Regions from separate parts of the Rattus norvegicus genome. Here region 2 is linked to region 1. Evidence: chromatin contacts called from public Hi-C data. All regions are on one chromosome and are shown on one strand. Each heading gives the region's core, a stretch centred on a gene start, on an enhancer-like site or on the middle of the called end of the contact. The rest is flanking DNA. Distances are from core to core; before and after follow the strand shown.

What was found. Hi-C and Micro-C count contacts between places; a contact is called where the count stands out from the background.
Region 2: a contact with region 1 is called in a Hi-C map of Schwann cells, with 2.6 times the contacts expected there. The contact joins two enhancer-like sites. A contact is called at or near these places in 2 of 12 Hi-C or Micro-C datasets (Schwann cells and mammary epithelial cells).

Annotation. Positions count from the first base shown.
Region 1 is chr7:48,895,308-48,898,817 of GRCr8, reverse strand. No RefSeq gene overlaps it. Among named protein-coding and RNA genes, the nearest start is that of Phlda1, 43 kb to the right of the region's middle. Within about 2 kb of position 1,632, at least 42 of the 93 cell types and tissues checked have an H3K27ac peak or open chromatin away from gene starts, as enhancers often do. A contact at or near this core is called in Schwann cells, where this site is marked.
Region 2 is chr7:49,035,969-49,039,478 of GRCr8, reverse strand. No RefSeq gene overlaps it. Among named protein-coding and RNA genes, the nearest start is that of Phlda1, 180 kb to the right of the region's middle. Within about 2 kb of position 1,853, at least 1 of the 93 cell types and tissues checked has an H3K27ac peak or open chromatin away from gene starts, as enhancers often do. A contact at or near this core is called in Schwann cells, where this site is marked.

The DNA.
Region 1 (3,510 bases), core at 383-2,882:
TCAGGACCTTTGGAAGAGCAGTCAGTGCTCTTAATCACTGAGCCATCTCTCCAGCCCCTGGAAGGTGGATTTTTTTTTTTTTTGGTTCTTTTTTTCGGAGCTGGGGACCGAACCCAGGGCCTTGCGCTTCCTAGGTAAGCGCTCTACCACTGAGCTAAATCCCCAGCCCCTTGGAAGGTGGATTTTTGAGGAGCCATAACTACACTTCTCTGAACAGTCTCGTCTAAATGAGGTTACAGCATATTTTATTTTGTGTGTGAATGTGTATACATATGCATGCACATGCATGTCCACGTCCCTGTGTGCCCATGTGTTCATGTGTCATCCTCACAAGTCATTCCTCAAATGCCTTCACCATGTTGTTGCTGTTTTCCAAGACTCATTTGATTTTTATTTTTTGGTTGTTTAGTTCTGTTTTTGAGACAGGTTACTCTGTATAGTCCTAACTGTCCTAGAACTTGATCTATAGACCATACCATACTGGCCTTGGACTCAGAGATTCCCCCTGCCTCTGCCTCTGTCCCCAACGCCAACTGCTGGGATTAAAAGAATACACCGCCGATGTCCAGTGACTTTTAATTATGCGAGTGTGCATCTCTGTGTGAGTATGTTCATATGTAGGTAGGTACCTAGAGAGCCGTGTCAGAGGATCTCTAGCTGAAGTTACAGCCGACTATGATCCACCCCAAGTCAGTGCTGGGAACTAAACTTACCGCCTCTGCACGAGAAGCGAGAAGCGCTTGCTCAGAACCGCTGAGCTGTCTCTCCAGCCCCACCCTGTTTCATGAGACAACGTTTTCATTGGCCTGTAGCTTACAGATCAGAGTAGGCTGGTTGGTCAGCAGTCCCGGGGATCCCTCTCTCTCTTCTCTATCTCTTGGCACTGAGATTACGAGTGTGAACCAGGCAGCACATCGAGCTTTTTGCTTGTTTGTTTTAGTTTTTTAGAGACAGGGTTTCTCTGTATAGTCCTGGCTGTCCTAGAACTCACATTGAAGACCAGGATAGCCTTGAACTCAGAGATCCACCCGTATCTGCCTCCTGAGAGCTGGGATTACAGGCGTGCACCTCTGCCACCACCCAAACCACGTCTGGCTTTTTCATATGGGTTCTGGGGATTGAACTCGAGTCTTCACGCTTGTGCAATGGGCACTTGGCTCACCGAGCTATTCCTCTGGCCCCTGGAAAATATTTTAATATAAGAGTAAGTTTGAGGTATGTTTTAAGTGTCTGGCGATTCTGGAGTCAAAATTTAGGGAGACCACATTAGATAATAAAAGGTAGCCAAGCAAGCAGGCTGCATTTACAAATCGGGCAGAGAAAGGGGGCACAGATGATCTTTTGAAACCACAAGAGGAAAATACAAAAATTTGAAAGGGGCTCTTAAGAACTCTGTTCTTCTAACGGAGGGCATAGCAGAGCCTTGGGGCTCATGGAAAGGAGCCCCCACCCCACCCCCCTACTTGGCATCCGAGTGACTCATCCAGAAAGCTATCCACTGCGTGCAGCAAAGAGGAAATGAATCATAGAAGTTTCTGACCTTTGCCCTTGTCATTCTTCATGGGGGTGGCAGCTGGGAGGGGGAACCACCCACAGACTGTCTCACGGGGCTGGAGAAGAGGCAGTCAAACAAGGCACACACAGAAACGATGTAAATTCATGGTCTGGAAGAGCTGGAGACTCGGGTCAGGAGAGACCGAGCTCAGGGGTTGCAAATACAAACAGTCATTTTCTGATACAGAAAGCAGAGCTTGTGGGTTGGCAGGGACGGGAGCCAGCAGTGCCCAGTGGTGTCTTGTGCAGTAATGTGAACTTCTCACACTCCTAGCTGGGGTGGGAATGGGGGCAGCCCAGAGGAGAACCGTGACCTTTGAATTCCCATCTTACATCTGGCACTTAGAGAATTTGCTTGGCTTGCTTAGAGGAAATCCACTGCACTCACGCCAGTGTGCAAGTGGGAAGGCCTCTGTGATTCACGGATTCAAAAGATGGAATCCCAGAGCCTTTCCTCTGGAAAGGCAGAGAGCTTCCAGTCACAAGGCAGGAGCATGAATGTTATCTCAAGAGGAATCTAACGAGTGTAGGGGTGATTGAAGTTTGAAATAAAAGCAGAATGAGAACATTCCAGATGTTAAAAGGAAAGCAAAAATACAGTTTTCCCGAAGAACATAGCAGACGGAGCCAAGAGTAAACAGACAGTGAAGACCAGAGGCTGAGCTTTAAATCGACACCTGACGGTGTGCTTCTCACTGCCTGCATTTGAGTCTATTTGAGTTCAGTGTGCGGGGGTGAGAGCGTTCAGCTTCTCTGCTCACACTTCAGCTTAGAGTTTTGTTAACTACATGTCTGAGTTTAAAAGTTCTTCCTCAGGCCAAGGTAGGTTTTTAATGTAACATCCCTCCTCATCTGGGTCTGCAGATGGCAGCTTAGCTCCCTAAACTCCTTATTATAAAAGGAAGACACCATCCTTCAAAGCAGCACGCTTCACAAGGAAAAAAAATACTCCTCATAATTACAGAAGTGGGAGTGGGGGGCATTCATGAACCCCTCAGCTCAGTTCACGGCCTTCTGTGCTTGTAGAGGCACTGGAGAGTGGGTAATGCTCCGGCCGTTTCTCAAAAAGGAAGCCCCGTGCATCCCTTTCTCCGATCTGCACTGAATACATCCACATTTCTTCTTCTCGCTCCCCCAGCAGCTTAAGTGACAAAGACAGAGACAGTTTGTTCCAGTCAGGCAGGCGGCATCAGTTGTTTTTTGTTTTGTTTTGTTTTGTTTTGTTGTTTTGTTTTTTTGCCTTCAGCGTTCATCGCTGGTAATGTAAATTCCTCAGCCACCTGTCACAGGACAGAATTACAGCAACCAGGGGCCACAGGAGGTCCTTCTCAAAGACCTCAACTTGGACAAACCCAAGATCCATGACTTCATGCAGAAAAGAACCCGGCACCAGCTGCTATGAGGCAGGACTGAGGTTTAACAAAGATGACTTAATACAGACATCAAACCTAGGACAAGAGAGGGACATTTTATTTTCTTTCTAATATTCATATATAGGATGTGGGTGGGGTTTGAAGTAGGATCTTTAAAGGGTTGCTAAGAAACCTAAGGGAGGTCACTCACAAGTTCCTGAGGGGCATCTGTCGGGATGACAGTTGATAAGGTAACAGGCTAGATTGTGGGGATGCAAGGAAGCAGGCTCTCTTCACCATAAACAAAGCTAACTGTTTTGTTTGCGATTCCCAGGAAATGTCTAGGGACAGCCATGAGATGAGGGTCTACCCAAGGCCATATACGTTGAAACTTTACATTTTATTTGTTGCCTCCTTATAATAAAATATCTGTATATGGATCAAATATTATTTCTATGTCGACTCGAAAGTGAGGGGCTCCCTTCCCTCACATCAACCTGATAAAGTTACCCAGTCTTTCTGTCTTGCCACAATCCTTAGCTCACAGTTCAGTGATTTTTATACAGTTGGTATTCAGGTAGACCAGTAATCTCCCTCTACCTCC
Region 2 (3,510 bases), core at 604-3,103, 140 kb before region 1:
GGAAGGAAAAGAGAATCAGTCTGTGAAGTAAAAGTCACCAGAGCTGCCTGTCTATTCACAAGAAGCTCGTGAGATGTAAAAGACCCCTGCTAGTTTCACATCTCAGAGAAAGAAGAAAATTAGTCTTCATCCGCTGAGGTTGGTGTAACAGAACCCATGAACTGGGCATCTCACAAGTGACAGCATTTTTTCCCCACAGTTCTTAAAGTCCCGGCAGTTAAAGTCCCGGTTCTTAAAGTCCAGCAGAGTCACTGCCTCATGAATGAATATTTCCAGATTCATAGACCTCACTTTCTCACTGGGCTTTCATACAACGTGACTACAAATGCACTCCTTTGGGGAGTATCATTAGGAAGGGCTGTGCCCCAAAACATGAAAGTAGAAAAATTCACCTCTCCCAAAGTTCCATTATACAGAGCCATGGCATTGGTGATTTTGTGTCAACATAAAATTTGGGAGGCACCAAACATATATGCACAGGCATGCATACAAACACATATAAGCTCGTTTCATTTTTAATCTTCTGGTTCAGTGATCATCGGAGGCAGTAACTCTTGTGTGGGGAAGAGGGAGATTTTGCTTCCCAGACAACAGCTGGCATGACTGAGATGCTACGGCATCTCGGGTGGGTGTGGAGGCCGGGACACCACCGAACAAGCCTGCACAATGGATGGAACATCTTCCCAAGGAAAAAAACTCACCCAAAATGTCAAGAAGTTCAAGTAGAGAAACCCGAAAGTCATGACAGAAGGGAAGCACCAACAGAATGTGCTTATTCCCCAACAGCTTGTGAGGCACAGCGTGGCAACTTTATTGGCCCGGAATGTCCTGAGGAATCTATACCATAATCTAGTAGACGATCTAATGAATCTATACTGTAACCTCTGAGCGCTGCGAACTGTGAATAGGAATCACGAGTGGTGATGTATGACAGTAATATACCCAGCTGCCCACGCTGAGGCCACAAAGAATCACTTTCTAAATGTATAATGTCGACCTAGTATACACCAGTCCTTGTCAAACTTTGCTCAGATCTCATGATGTGGAGAAATCTGCCTCATCCTGTGGCCTCGGTTTTCTCTTCCCTAACTCACATGATCTCCAGCTATCCCCCGCTTGCCTCTGGACCTAGAGCAGGCTTTAGGAACACTGACTATGAGGCTAAAGACCTTAAACTAATTGAACCCAATCCGTCCTCCCTGCAGGCCCCTAAGGACTCTACCTTATGCCTGACACAGGAGGTGTGACCCAACAATGCCACATGGGAGAAAGGAGATCAAGGTAATAAAATGATCCGCACATGCACAGAGAAGCTGGCAGCATCCTATGGGAACCATAAAACTCCTTTCTGGACTCAACAATGGCGCATTTGAATATCCTCACTAGCTTTCTTTTATTTTAAAACAAAACATCCTCTTGAGATTCAAATCTCAGTTGGAAATTTAGCTGGTAATGTGGCTCTTACAGAAACGTCAAGGTCAACTTAAATATCTGATCTTTTTCTTTTTTAACTACACGATCGAATTTTTTATCCTCTGCTTGGCCAAGAGGGATCCATTTAAACAATATTTATATTATATTCTTAGACTAAATCTGAGCCTAGAGGGAGAAACATGTAACTCAAAGCCCACAGGAAAACCCTGGAGAGCCTCAGGGTGGAGAAGGTTAGTTACCACAATCAGAGAAATGTCTCGGGTTTCAATTTAATTCCTATTTGCTCAAATGCCAAAGTAATTTCTCCATGAGGAGAATGAGGTCATTCTTCACAGAAAGGGATCACTGTCTCAAAGTTCATATGACCAGGAAACACAAGGCCCACATAATAAGAGGTTCAGAAACGGGAACTAAGTAAAGGGACTTAAGATGATAAATCTGCCCGCGTGGTTTAAGCCCCAGCGATGTGAACAGTCCGCAGTGGTTCCCACACACCACGCCTCCCTCCGCACCAAGTCTTCCCTATCGCCCAAAGCAGTGGAGCTTTGGAAACCAGCATCCTGGAAGCTCCAGGGGGCTGAGTCCCCAGAGCTTGCTCTAGAGGTGACAAGACTCCAGTAAGAGTAAAGGAGCCGCTGTCATAGATTAGGCTGGTACCCTGAGGTACAGCAAATACAGACGTACTGAAAAAGCATGGTAGGAGAGGAGACAGAAGTTCCCAACCGTCGACCATCTGTCTACACTTTGGAACTTCATTTCTCTCTCTGCATCTCCTGCTCACACAGGGAGACGGGATAGCATGAGCCTAGTGGATGCCAAGGTTCAAATGGCAGCTTTGCTCTGGTCCAGCTGTTGACTTTTGGAAAGCGACAGGATTCTATTACTTACTTCCGCCTCCCATGCCCCACTCATGAGGCTTGAAAGGGTGGAACCATTGTTCAAAGAGGAAAAGGTGAACTTAGAAGTCAGCTCTGGGTATGTTCATGAATCCTTAACATTTCCACACCAAATACTTGGTCCCCAGTTTGGATGAAAACAATTCTAAAAGGACAACGATAAAACGAACCCAGGGAAATCTCTAATGATTCAGTCAGGATCCATTTTAGGGATAAGAGTTTTGACAGTTTTTCGTGAGGACTCTGGAGTTACACACCCAGTAACCGACAGAACGAGATCGAATCCAGTTTTCCTGGTCCCTATTGGGACCAGAGGGGTGATGAAACGATATTTTCCAAATGAATATGTTCGTTCTCCTGACAGAGAAATGTGCATCCTTCTACAAACTGAGGCATGTCTTTTACATTCTGTCGAGGGCATTCATTCAAGGCAGACCAGGCATTAGTTACAGGGTCAACAGCTGGTCCAGCTGAGACGTGTCACAGCCATCCTGAGCCTCTAAAACAAGCCATTATCTGGCCGGCAGCAGATTGGAACCATCTGTCACTGCAGGCCACATATGGCCCCAATAGATTGTAAAAATAAGGTTGTCACAAAAGGTCATTAGCTAGGCATCATTTCTCTGTGGTAAGCTCCAGCCAGAAACAATGATTCTGCCATTTTTATCTCCAACCCTCTCTCCAGCACTCAGAGAAGCTGAGGCCAAAGGAAGCAGGGCAGGTGTCCTCCTGCCCTAGCAGCTGACAAATACCATGACACGCAGACTCCCCTCCCTTGGACGAACCTTTAGTTCCCTTAAAAATATGTTTTACCTTCTCTCATAAGGAATTCCAGGAGTGAAGGTTTATAAATGGAACCTCATGCAGCTGGGGAGACAGCTCCGTTGGTCAAACAGAGTAGAGTTTGGGACTCGAGTACACACACAAAAGCCAGGCACTGCAACCTGTGCACAGAATTCCAACACTGGGGAGGAGAAGGCAAGAGGGTCCCTGGGTCTTGCTGGCCAGCCAGTCTAGTGGGATCCGTGAAATCGGCGAGGGACCCTGTCTCAAAAGGTAAGGTAAAGAAGCAAATAAGGAAGATGACTGATGTTGACCCCCATCTTCCACTTCATTGCACATACACAAGCACGCATGTGCATCAGACAAAAATATGCATAAGGAAGCTGGCAAGATGGCT